Regions from separate parts of the Sus scrofa genome. Here region 2 is linked to region 1. A link is a contact called in public Hi-C data. All regions are on one chromosome and are shown on one strand. Each heading gives the region's core, a stretch centred on a gene start, on an enhancer-like site or on the middle of the called end of the contact. The rest is flanking DNA. Distances are from core to core; before and after follow the strand shown. Region 1 holds the start of RAB40C (ras-related protein Rab-40C). Region 2 holds the start of CAPN15 (calpain-15).

What was found. Hi-C and Micro-C count contacts between places; a contact is called where the count stands out from the background.
Region 2: a contact with region 1 is called in a Hi-C map of skeletal muscle, with 2.5 times the contacts expected there. The contact joins the promoter of CAPN15 here to the promoter of RAB40C in region 1. A contact is called at or near these places in 1 of 5 promoter capture datasets (liver) and 4 of 47 Hi-C or Micro-C datasets (epiblast stem cells, heart right ventricle, liver and 1 more).

The regions. Positions count from the first base shown.
Region 1 is chr3:41,158,811-41,163,723 of Sscrofa11.1, reverse strand. RAB40C (ras-related protein Rab-40C) reads left to right here and starts at 3,623. Exons shown (of 6, transcript XM_021086911.1): 1 at 3,623-3,850. The coding sequence starts at 3,817.
Region 2 is chr3:41,206,918-41,212,111 of Sscrofa11.1, reverse strand. It overlaps CAPN15 (calpain-15), which reads left to right and starts at 3,502. Exons shown (of 13, transcript XM_021086917.1): 1 at 3,502-3,734. It overlaps RAB11FIP3 (rab11 family-interacting protein 3), which reads left to right. Exons shown (of 14, transcript XM_021086921.1): 14 at 1-429.

The DNA of each region.
Region 1 (4,913 bases), core at 2,374-4,873:
GGTGGGAATGGCATGTAGACGCCCCCGTGTCCTGCGCGTCACCTTGGGAGGAGCCCCGTGGCCGTTTCTGCAGCCTGATGTCATCACCCCGACCCCCCAGGTTTTCCCCAGAGCTGCTCTTCCTTTCACTGAAATGATGAGTACGGAGATACTTGAGACCCCGTGACGCCCCAGCCCTCCGCCCGTCTGGCCCACTTGCAGCGTCCACCACGGGGTGGCCCGTGGGACCTGAGCGGGGCCTCTCCCTGGTGGTAAGCCTGGGGCGGGGGTGGGGGGCGGCGTCAAGTGACCCTGTGCCAGAGCTGGGCACCAAGGCCAAGCTCCGTGGATGGTCCCCAGGCCCTTCTCAGAGCGAAGGACAGTGGGCATCCTGGAGGGGAGGCAGGGAAGACAGCTGGGACCACCTTCCCTCCAGGACCTCTTTGCGCTCCCCGCCCCCCACAGCCAGGACGGCAGGCACAGAGGAAGCTCCCAGGGTCCCTGCAGCCTGCGGGCCAGGTGGAGTCCATCAGGGCGCCCCCTAAACAGCCTGACCACCTTGCCTCCTTCCTCCCCATCCTCGCCCAGCGCCAGTGGGTGTGGCAGCCGCAGGGAGACATCGGGGCTCTCCACCGGACACCCCCGAGTCACCCTCAGCCACCCAACACCTGGGCGCCTTGCAGAACTGACCCTGGACCTGCAAGCAGAGGGCTGTCCTGGGCTGCTTAGACCTCGGCCTGAAGTTCCTCGGGGTCGCCTGGGCCAGGCCTGGCACCGCGCGGGTCTCAGGGCGCCCTCTCAAAGGGTGTATACCTCCGCCCACAAGGTCTCCTGAACTGTACCCCTCCCTGGACTGGGCCCCGCTGCCCCGGACCTGGGGAATGAGAGTCAGTGGGGCCGGGAGTGGAGCAGGAAACTGGCACGTCAGGAGGACCGGAGGCACCTGCCGAGGGGTTGGCGAGTCTTGCTCCCAGGATCAGACCCTGCGGACAGGCCTTGGCCCATGGAGCAGGGATGGTGGTGCCTGCTGCTCAGGCTGTGCAGGGTGCTGAAAAACCAGGCAGTGGGGCCTGTAGCTGCTGCAGCCCCTCCAGGGGCGGTCTTGAGGTGGAGGGTGCTTTTGGTTTAAACTGCAGAGTGGGCTGGTGATAGCTCCTCAGCCACCATCCCTCGTGGCCTCAAACTGCAAGGACGTGCCAACCCACGGTGCTTCTGGTCTCGGAGAGGGGCCTCAGTGACTTCAGAGCAGGGAGTGGCTAAGACCAGGGCAGAAGTGGGCTCAAGGTGGGTGCAGGGACCTCTGCAGAAGTTGGTGGGTGCTCAGTCCTGGCCCTTATGGGGACTTGGCTCCCCACCCCACCAGCTGAGGGCTAACAAGACTGCCTGCTGGCTGTTGTTTCGGTGGGTTGTGGATGGATGTGCCATTTCTGTAAATGCTGGGGGCTGGGTCTGCTGTAAGCTGGCATCCATGGTAGAGCCACTCTGTGGATTAAGAATGAGCCCGGTGGCCCTGCCCATCCCTGGCCAGCCTCTGCCCTTGAGTGTCCCAGAGGGCCAGGAGGACACCAGGAGAGCCTCCCTGAAGGCAGGTGAGAGAGGCCCAGGTGCTGGCTCACGAGGTGCTTGGTGCCTGCCCAATAGGAAGCATTCCAGGCACTGCAGAAAAATGAAAAAGCAGGATCCATGTGGGTCGTGGCCACTGGTGGGGGTTTGCCACTCCGTTTCACGCAGGGGTCTGCTCCTGTGAAGACCGCCTGCTCCTGGAGACACGGCCCAGGCCCAGTGACCCCGCGGCAGGAAACGTCTTGCTGCCCTGTTTCTCAGCCATGGAACAGATGTGCCAGCCGAGCCATCCTCAGTGCAGCCCAGAGGCGCAGGGTTTGGCTGCTGTGATGACCTCTGGTGCCCTCTGCCCAGACCTACTTTTTCGGAGCCCACCTCCTGCGCATCTTCTCCCAGCTGCTTCATCTGCTGAGGCCGGGTTGGCCCGGCCTTGTCAGCTTTCTCCTGATTATTCTTAACGGCTTTAGGGAGGCACATCTCCCGTACCATCGATTCACCACAAAGGTGCCACTCAATTCGTTTTTTGTAATGGCTTTACCCCGTAGTACCACAATCATCAGTTTTAGAACATTTTCGTCCCCAAAGAGATGCCGTACCCACGAAGCAGTCACTCACTGCTCTTCCCTCTGCCCCCACCCCCACCCCCGGCCCCGGCAGCCACGCATCTGCTCCCTCCCTGTTTGCTTATTCTGGACTCTGCGCAGAAATGGAGTGTAGCACGTATCTGTCCTTTAGTCCTCTTATGGATGAACACGCATTGTGTGGGTAGACCCGCCTTTTGTTTATCAGTTGATCTGTTGGTGGATATTTGGGTTGTTTCCACTTCTTGGCTATTGTGATTAATGACGCTGTGAACAGTCACGCACAAGCTTTGTTTTTTTTTTTTTTTCTTCTTAGGGCGATACCCACAGCATATGGAGGTTCCCAGGCTAGTGGCTGAATAGGAGCCACAGCAATGCAGGATCTGAGCCATGCCTGTGACCTACACCACAGCTCACGGCAACACCGGATCCTTAACCCACTGAGCAAGGCCAGGGATCGAACCCACAACCTCATGGATCCTAGTCGGATTCTTTTCCGCTGTGCCGCAAGGGGAACTCCTAGAGTGAAATTCTTTATTTTTTAATCCAAAAAAATTTTATGGCCACACCTGTGGCACATGGAAGTTCCTGGGCCAGGGACTGAATCTGAGCCACAGCTGTGAGCTGCAGCAGTGCGGGATCTTTCGCCCATTGTGCCAGTTTGGGGATCAAACCCATTCCTCCCCAGAGACCCAAGCAGCTGCAATCAGATTCTTAACCCCCTGTGGGAACTCCAACAGTGAAATTCATGAGCTTGTTTTTGAGAACTTCTCCCGACTAAATGAAATATGGAATTACTTACTAAGTTGTCCAACCTCCCTGCCAGAGAGCTGTCACCCTACATCCTAGGTGCCACAAGTAATGTTGCCAATCTAATGGGTGAAGAGGGTATATTTTGCTTTACTTTCTATTTTGCAGAATAAAATTGTATCTTCACAACTGTTCACACCTTTTCATAACCTATCCATTCTGTAAACAACCCAAAGTCACTTCCTCCTACAGGCTCCCCCGGACCCTCTTCCTGGGCCCTCCTGGGTGCCCCACCTGGCCTGACCCCGACTCTTCCCAGGGTGGGCGGCTCACAGCCAGTGCTGCCGTCGTCTCTGGGGCTAGAGGACGACATGCAGGCCGACCCCCTTTCTGCAGCGGCCTTGAGAGCCGCGCTGTCACCTGCAAGACTTGCCCAGGGAACGGGGCAGACGCGAGGGGCGGGGACAGAGCTGCGCTGGAGTCCCCGCCTCGCCGCCTGCAACCAAGCCTCACCTCGCTGCCCCTGCGCCCCGACCCAGGTAATTCCAAGTTCCTGCCACCGCCTCATTTCACCGTCCCTACCCTCGCGCCCTGCCTCGTCTCCCCGCCCCTCACCCGCGCCCCCACTCACCACCTTCCCCACAAGAAACCCGGCGCCCGCCCCCACCTCACCATCCCCCGGCCCCGCCCCCGGCGCGGGAACGGAAGTCCCGTCTACCCGGCCGCTCCGAGCGCCGATTGGTGGATCTTGTCTCACTGCGCCCTCGTCACGCCCCCTCCGTGGGGAGGGCGCCTTTCCGGGGGGCCGCACTGTACGCGCCCGGGTCTCTGCGGAAGCTGCGGCCGCAGCTTTCTAGGAGGTTCAGCCCTGCCATAGTCACCCGCGTCACCTCACAACGGGGACCGCCACCGTCCCGCTCAGTCCGCGGAAGTAAGGGGGTGTATGCAAACAACCTGGAGGTCCAAGCTTCTGATTGGTGAGCGTATAGGGGGCAAGATGGGCGGGCTTAGAGGGCCATGAGCGACGTGTAGGTGGTCCAGTAGCTCTGGGAGGATCGGCTGCGGTGGCCAATGGCGAAGCGGAGGGGGCGTGTTAGGGCCCAGGAGCTGCGGGGGCAGTGGGCAGGTTTGCCGGTGAGTCTCGGATGCTCTGCGGGAATCGGCGGGGGGTGGGGGGCGTAATGCTGACGGACAGGCAGGCGGATCAGAGGGTCCCGGAAAGCGAGAGGCGAGGGGCCAATGGCAACAGCGTGAAGGCGGGGCGGGGCGACTGGAGTCTTCGCAGAACTGAGTGGGAAGCGATGGAGGCGGGGCAGCTTTGATGGACGTGCTCACGGGCCAGTGGCCGCGCGGGAGGCGGCGTGCGACGTACAGCAGCAGCGTAGGGGCGGGGCAATGATGGGGAGGAACGACCCGAGGTCTCGCAGCGCTGTATGGGAAGCTGGGGGGGCGGGGGCAGGGGCGCTAGCAGTGCTGACGGATATGCGCAGCGGCCAATGGCCGCGGGAAGGGTGCGGCGGACGACCAATGGTGGCGCGCGGGGCGGGGCGGGGTGGCGGGGCTGCTCGGCGCCGTGCGGGAAGCTGCGGGGCGGCGGCGGCGGCGCTGAGGCGAGGCGAAGGGAAGCGAAGCGGGGGCGGTGGAGCAGGTGCGGGCGGAGCGGCCTTGCCGTCCGCCGGCCTCGCTCACCCGCGCCCGCGCACGCAGGTCGGTCGGAGGCCTCCGCCAGCGGGCTCCGCGGCGCCGTGGGCATGCGGGTGCGGCCCGCGCGCGCGTGAGCGAAGATGGGGACGCAGGGCAGCCCAGTCAAGAGCTACGACTACCTGCTCAAGTTCCTGCTGGTGGGCGACAGCGACGTGGGCAAGGGCGAGATCCTGGAGAGCCTGCAGGACGGCGCAGCCGAGTCTCCGTACGCCTACAGCAACGGTAAGGCCGGCCGGCGGGCCGCCGCGCGCACCTGGCTCCGCCCGGCGACCTGCCGTCCGCCTCGCGTCTCGGGCCGGGGCGGGGGAGCTGCGGCTCGAGCTTGTCGAGGCCCTT
Region 2 (5,194 bases), core at 2,253-4,752, 49 kb before region 1:
GAGCGTTCCGTCCAGGAGGCCTCTGCCCGGCGCCTGCACCGCCAGGAGCAGCCGCGTCTCCCCGCGGGCTGCAGGGCCTGGCCCTGGGCCGAGCACTGGCCAGTAGCCGCCCGGTGCTGCCAGGTGGGTCACGGCTGTGTGCATGCACCCGCGTGTGAGCGTGTGCGTGGCCTTGTGCCCCTCCCCCCTCTGCGTGGCCCACCTTCTGCCCTAGGATTTAAGATGCAGCCACGTGTTGCACATGTGGGGGGAAGGCCTGGCTGTATATCAGTGTAAACTTGGAGGAGAGATTTTTCTATCATGTAGAGTAGGTATTTTTTATAGATTGAAGGTTGATCAATTTTTTAATACTTCCGAGAGAGAAAACTATCTGTGTGTACACATGAAGTATATATATGTACCATAATAAACACTGGGATTCTGCCTCCCGCCCCGCCCCCGGGTCTGTCTGTGAGCGCGAGCTGCCCTGAGACCGTCACCCAAACGCCAGGCACTGACTCGTTCCCCAGCCTTGTCTTCACCCCCTTGAGAAAGACTTCCAGGCAGGGCGGTCATGGGCTGGATGACGTGCGAGCGAGGCCAGGGCCGCAGCACAGATGGAAGGGGGTGCTACACCCGTGGGGGCTGAGGGGCAGGCCAGGAGCTGCCCACAGTGACATCTGGGCTCGGACAGCAGGAGACCTTCTGGTCAAGCCCACCTCTCCCAGAGGCTGCGGGGCTGCACCTTTGGGCCGCGCCCCACCCCCCGTGGGGTCCAGCCAGGGATGCCCCTGGCACGTGGCGACAGGGTGGGGCCCATGGTAGGACGTGACCCCCAAGAGCAGTTTGGCTGCTACCATGGCAGGCGGGGGGCTGGGGCGTTCGTCCTTGGGGACGTGGGGTCAGGATGAGGCAAAAGCCCCATGGGACTGGGCTGGGACGGCCGGGCGGCCGGGCGGGGGGCCCAGAAGGAGAGCTCACGCGTCACGGGAGCGTCTACGGGTGAGTGGCCACTCCTGCCTTGAAGGGAGGCTGTTAGCTCCCGGTCCTCAAGACTTGAACCCCTGGCCCAGGCGCCCATCTCCCACCACTCAGCCCTGAGCCACCTGCATAGCACACACAGATGGGGAACCTGGGGCCCCTGCCCAGGGGGCAGAGGACAGCTGAACCCAAGTCTGCTGCCCACTTGGCCCCTCGGCGACACCAGGTTGGCCGGCCTACAAGCAGGGCCCCCAGGCCTCGTCCTCAGCTGGGCTGTGGCATTAGGCCTCTTAGGGTCGCCAGGAGCCCAGGCACTGTGTGGGGCAGCGTCAAGGGGGCAGCTGGAGGGGGTGATGTGTCCCAGGAGTCCCTGCCTGGAGCCGGCCTCCCCCAGGAGCGCAGGGGAGGAAGGGCTTGGAAAGGACGATGGCCCCCACCCACGCCCCTGGTGCTGAGGGGGTGGCTCCCCAGAGTTAGTCTGACTCCTTATCACATCCATTTGTGGGACTGGGGCTTGGACCTGGCCATCCCAAGGGCCCAGTCCGTGCCAGGTGTGACTGGCAGGCCTGGACAGGGGCAGCCAGGGAAGGCAGCATCGTGCCTGGGCTGGGGTACAGGCTTCATCCTCAGGCTCCTGGTGGAGCTGCAAGGAGGGCCCTCTCAGCACTGGGGGTGCTGAGGCAATGCAGCAGGTTCTGGAGGCTAGTGGGGCTCTGGGAGGGTCTGGTCCCCAGCTCGGCTGCACCAAACAAGTTTCTGCTGACCAAGAATGAGGCCACTGCCTCTGCTCTGACACTGGGGGCACAGCCCCTGTCTTGGTCTGGAACCTACAGGGTCCATTTGCCTGGGAGGTTGTGGGGAGGGGCCTCTCACTGCACCAGGCAAGGCCACAACCAGGAAGGGGATGGGGGAACAGCTTCCCCTGTGCCTGGCTGGGCCCTTGACCATGGGGGCCTGTTTGTCGGCCGGCCAGCTGGCCCTACCAACAGTCCGTCTAGTCCCTGCCCTGGTCCTGCAGGGGTGACAGCCCAGCCGGGGTGGGAGAACATGTGACAGAAAACCATTGAAAATGCAAGCAGGGCAGTGCCAGGCCACTGCCCAGGAAGCGCTTCCTGGAGAGCTGCTCACAGAAGGGGCCCAGGTGGAGGTGCCCAGAGTGCGGGAGGGACCTGTGCCGCTCATGTCCCAGCCCAGAAGCAGTCTGGTGGAAGTCCCCCAGGGCAGATCCTGTCTTGACCAGGGCCCTGCCCCTCCCTGGAAGGAGATGCTCCTGCTCTCTCCCTACTCCCTAGCACTGCAGCGGGCTGGAAAGAACCTCGCCCATCAGGTCTCACGGCTCACCTTTGGCCGTTTTTCTCGTCGGCTCACCTTTGGCCGTTTTTCTTGTCGGGAGGTTATAGGGCTGTGGACACCACCTCTGACCCAGCTGCCTCAGGCAGTGCACAGGGAAAGGGCCTGGGAGGGAAGGGGACCTGCAGTCACTGAGCCACCAGCGGGACTTGGCCCTTGAAGGCAGAAGGGGACCGCAAACCACTCTCCTTGAATCTCTTGGTAGAGGGGGCTTTGCTTCTGTGTTTCCTGCGTGGCTTGTGCCCTTTCCGGCTCCCCAAGCTCCTCTGAATGCCAGGGCCCCCGGAGCTCCGCCCTCTGAATCCCCACTCCCCACTGCAGCCTCGCCCTGCTTCAGTTGCTGCGGTAAAACCGCTGACACCGATCCGTTTTTCCGAGGGTCTTGCTGCCTCCCGGGCACTTAGGCGACGCAGGGCGGGGGTCCTGGAAGCAGCGCCTACCCTCAGTCCGCGGCTGCTGGGTATGAGAGTGACCTCAGACTACCCAAAGTGCAGGGAAAGGCTCTGAGCAAACAGGGCCGGGTTCTGCTCGGAGGCCCCCCCGCGGCTTCCTCCCTGCCTGGCGCTGGGCTGCGCGTGTGCCTCACTCCGTCCTTCCAGCGGCTCGGGGATACTGGTTCCCCGATGGCCCAGAAGAAACTGGAGCTCTGGCAAGCAACCTGCCCGGGTCACAGAGAGTGGCGCGGCCGTGGTCAGCGCAGGTCGATCCCAGCGAAACCGAAACAGGACCGGGAAGCCCTTGCGGGCCGGAAGAGGCAGACAAGTCGAGAGGGGACCCGGGAGGGAGGGGGCGGTTCTGCGAGCAGGCCCAGCGCAGCGCAGGGGCCCGGGAGGGGTCCGGGGCCGCAGCCCCTCGCCGCCCGGCACAGCAGCAGCCGGAAGCGCCGCGACCGGGGCGGGGGGGTGTGAAGCCCCGCCCCTCCCTACCGCGCCGGGCACTCTGGGAGTTGTAGTCCCGGTCGCGTCCACGGCACGCCGTGCCTCCCGTTTTCCGGCTCGGGCGCCTACCTCGGCGCTCGCGGTCGGCTCGGCCCGGGAAGTCGGAGGGCGCCAGTCGAGGCGGCTGAGGGCCACCGCCCCGGACTCCGCCTCCCGGCCTGCCTCGCGCGCCGCGCCGCCTTGTGGGAGCGGTAGTCCGGGCGCGCGATTCACAGCGCCGCGTGCGCCCCGGGCGCGCCGTAGCCTTGGGGCCCCGGCCGGGCGCTACGCTACGGAGGCGGCGCAGGGAGAGGCGCGGGCCGGGCCGGGCCGGGTCGGGCCGGGTCGAGACGCTTGCCGGTTCCGCCACTCAGCGCGGGAGGCCGTCGGGGCAGCGCGCCGGCGGCAGAGGGCCCGCCTGCCCTCCGAGAACAAGTTGTGGGCCGACCGGCGCAGGCGAGCGGGCCCGGGCCGCGGGGACTGAGAAGGCGCCGCGGGGTTGCGGAGGTGAGTCTCGCCGCCCGGGCCGGGCCGGGCCGGGCCGGGGGGAGCGGCCTGGCCCCTCGTGGGGCCGGGACCGGCGGGCGGCGCCCCCTGGGCATTGGTCCGGCACGACCGGGCTGGGGACGCTGCCCGAGGGAGAAGCCGGCGGGACCTGGGGGACCAGACAGCGAGAGACCAGCCAGGGTGCTGTGGACACAGGAGGCGGCCTGAACCTTTCCTGCCCTTGAGTGCCCTTATCTCCGGGCAGTGTCCCGTCCCCGGCTGCGTTCGGGATGTGTCCCGCGGTGGCCCCGCGGAGTGGGAGCGCGGGCGCGCCTTGTGTGCCCACTGGCCGGCCACCACAGTTCGTTCTCCCGTCCCTCTCCTGGCGCTGGAGCGAACCGAGAAGTTTTCCACAGGGGCCCTGAGAGGATTTGCCAGGCTGCACGGCGACCCTTCACGCTCTTCTTGCTGCCCACAAGAGGGGCTCTTCTGGTCCTCACCAGCGCACCCCTGTTGTGTGGTCAAGTGACTGGGCTTGTTTGGAGGAGGTGGGGGCGCCTCCTAACACGCAGGAATTTGGGACCAGACTGCAACCACAGGATCCCAGTGAGTCCAGGCCTGGGAGTTTGGGGTCCGGTGGCTCTGAGCGGCCGTGTCCTGGGGGGACACGGGCCTCCGCCGAGTGCTAAGTAGGTTCGCACCCCTCCTGGGAGCCCCTCCCCTGTCCCGGCCTGGGGGCTGTGTGAGCCACCGTCAGGAGGGTGCCCCTGATCCCCTTCTGCCGCTAGAGGCTGGGCTGCCCTAGGAGGTGGGGTAACGCGATCCTGCCATTTCTGGGTGACTTTCTCGAGTGCGGGGAGAGGCTAGTGTTTCCCTGGCCCAAGTCCCTGGGGAGGCCCCCGTGGACTGGGAACCCCGAGCCTGGCTGCTGGGAGTGGGTCTTGCGAGAGGTTGGGCTCGACTGATTTCCTCTCAGGTCCTTCTGCTCCTGGCAGGAGCTCCCCTCTTCCCTTCTGCAGCTGCTTCCCCTGAGCAGACAGGCTGGTGACCCCGTGACCTACTGAGAGCCAGGCTTAACCCCCGCCCCGCCACGCTGGGCCCAGGGCTCAGTGACTGCCTGGCTTTAGACAGGGACCTTCCGTCTTGGATCCCGTTTCTCTCCTTTGAGCCGCCCAGACCCAGGACTCTGAGGGCAAGAGGCGGAGGGCCCTGCAGTCCTGCCCCCCAGGGGTGGCTCGGAGCCCTGCCCTTCTTGACGGTGGGCTCTGCTGGAGGCCCTGCACCCAGCTCTCTGGACCCGTCTCTTGGGCCGCACTCTGCGGAGCACCTCCTCACGGAGGCCATGGGGCGGCCGTGGCTGCTGGGGCCGCGCGTCCAGGTCTGGGTCGCTGACTGTTCACCTCGTGTACATGGAGTTGGGAAGAAGGACTCAGCTGCCCTAGAAATCCGCAGAAACTGTGGCTCCTTCATGGGTCTTTGCT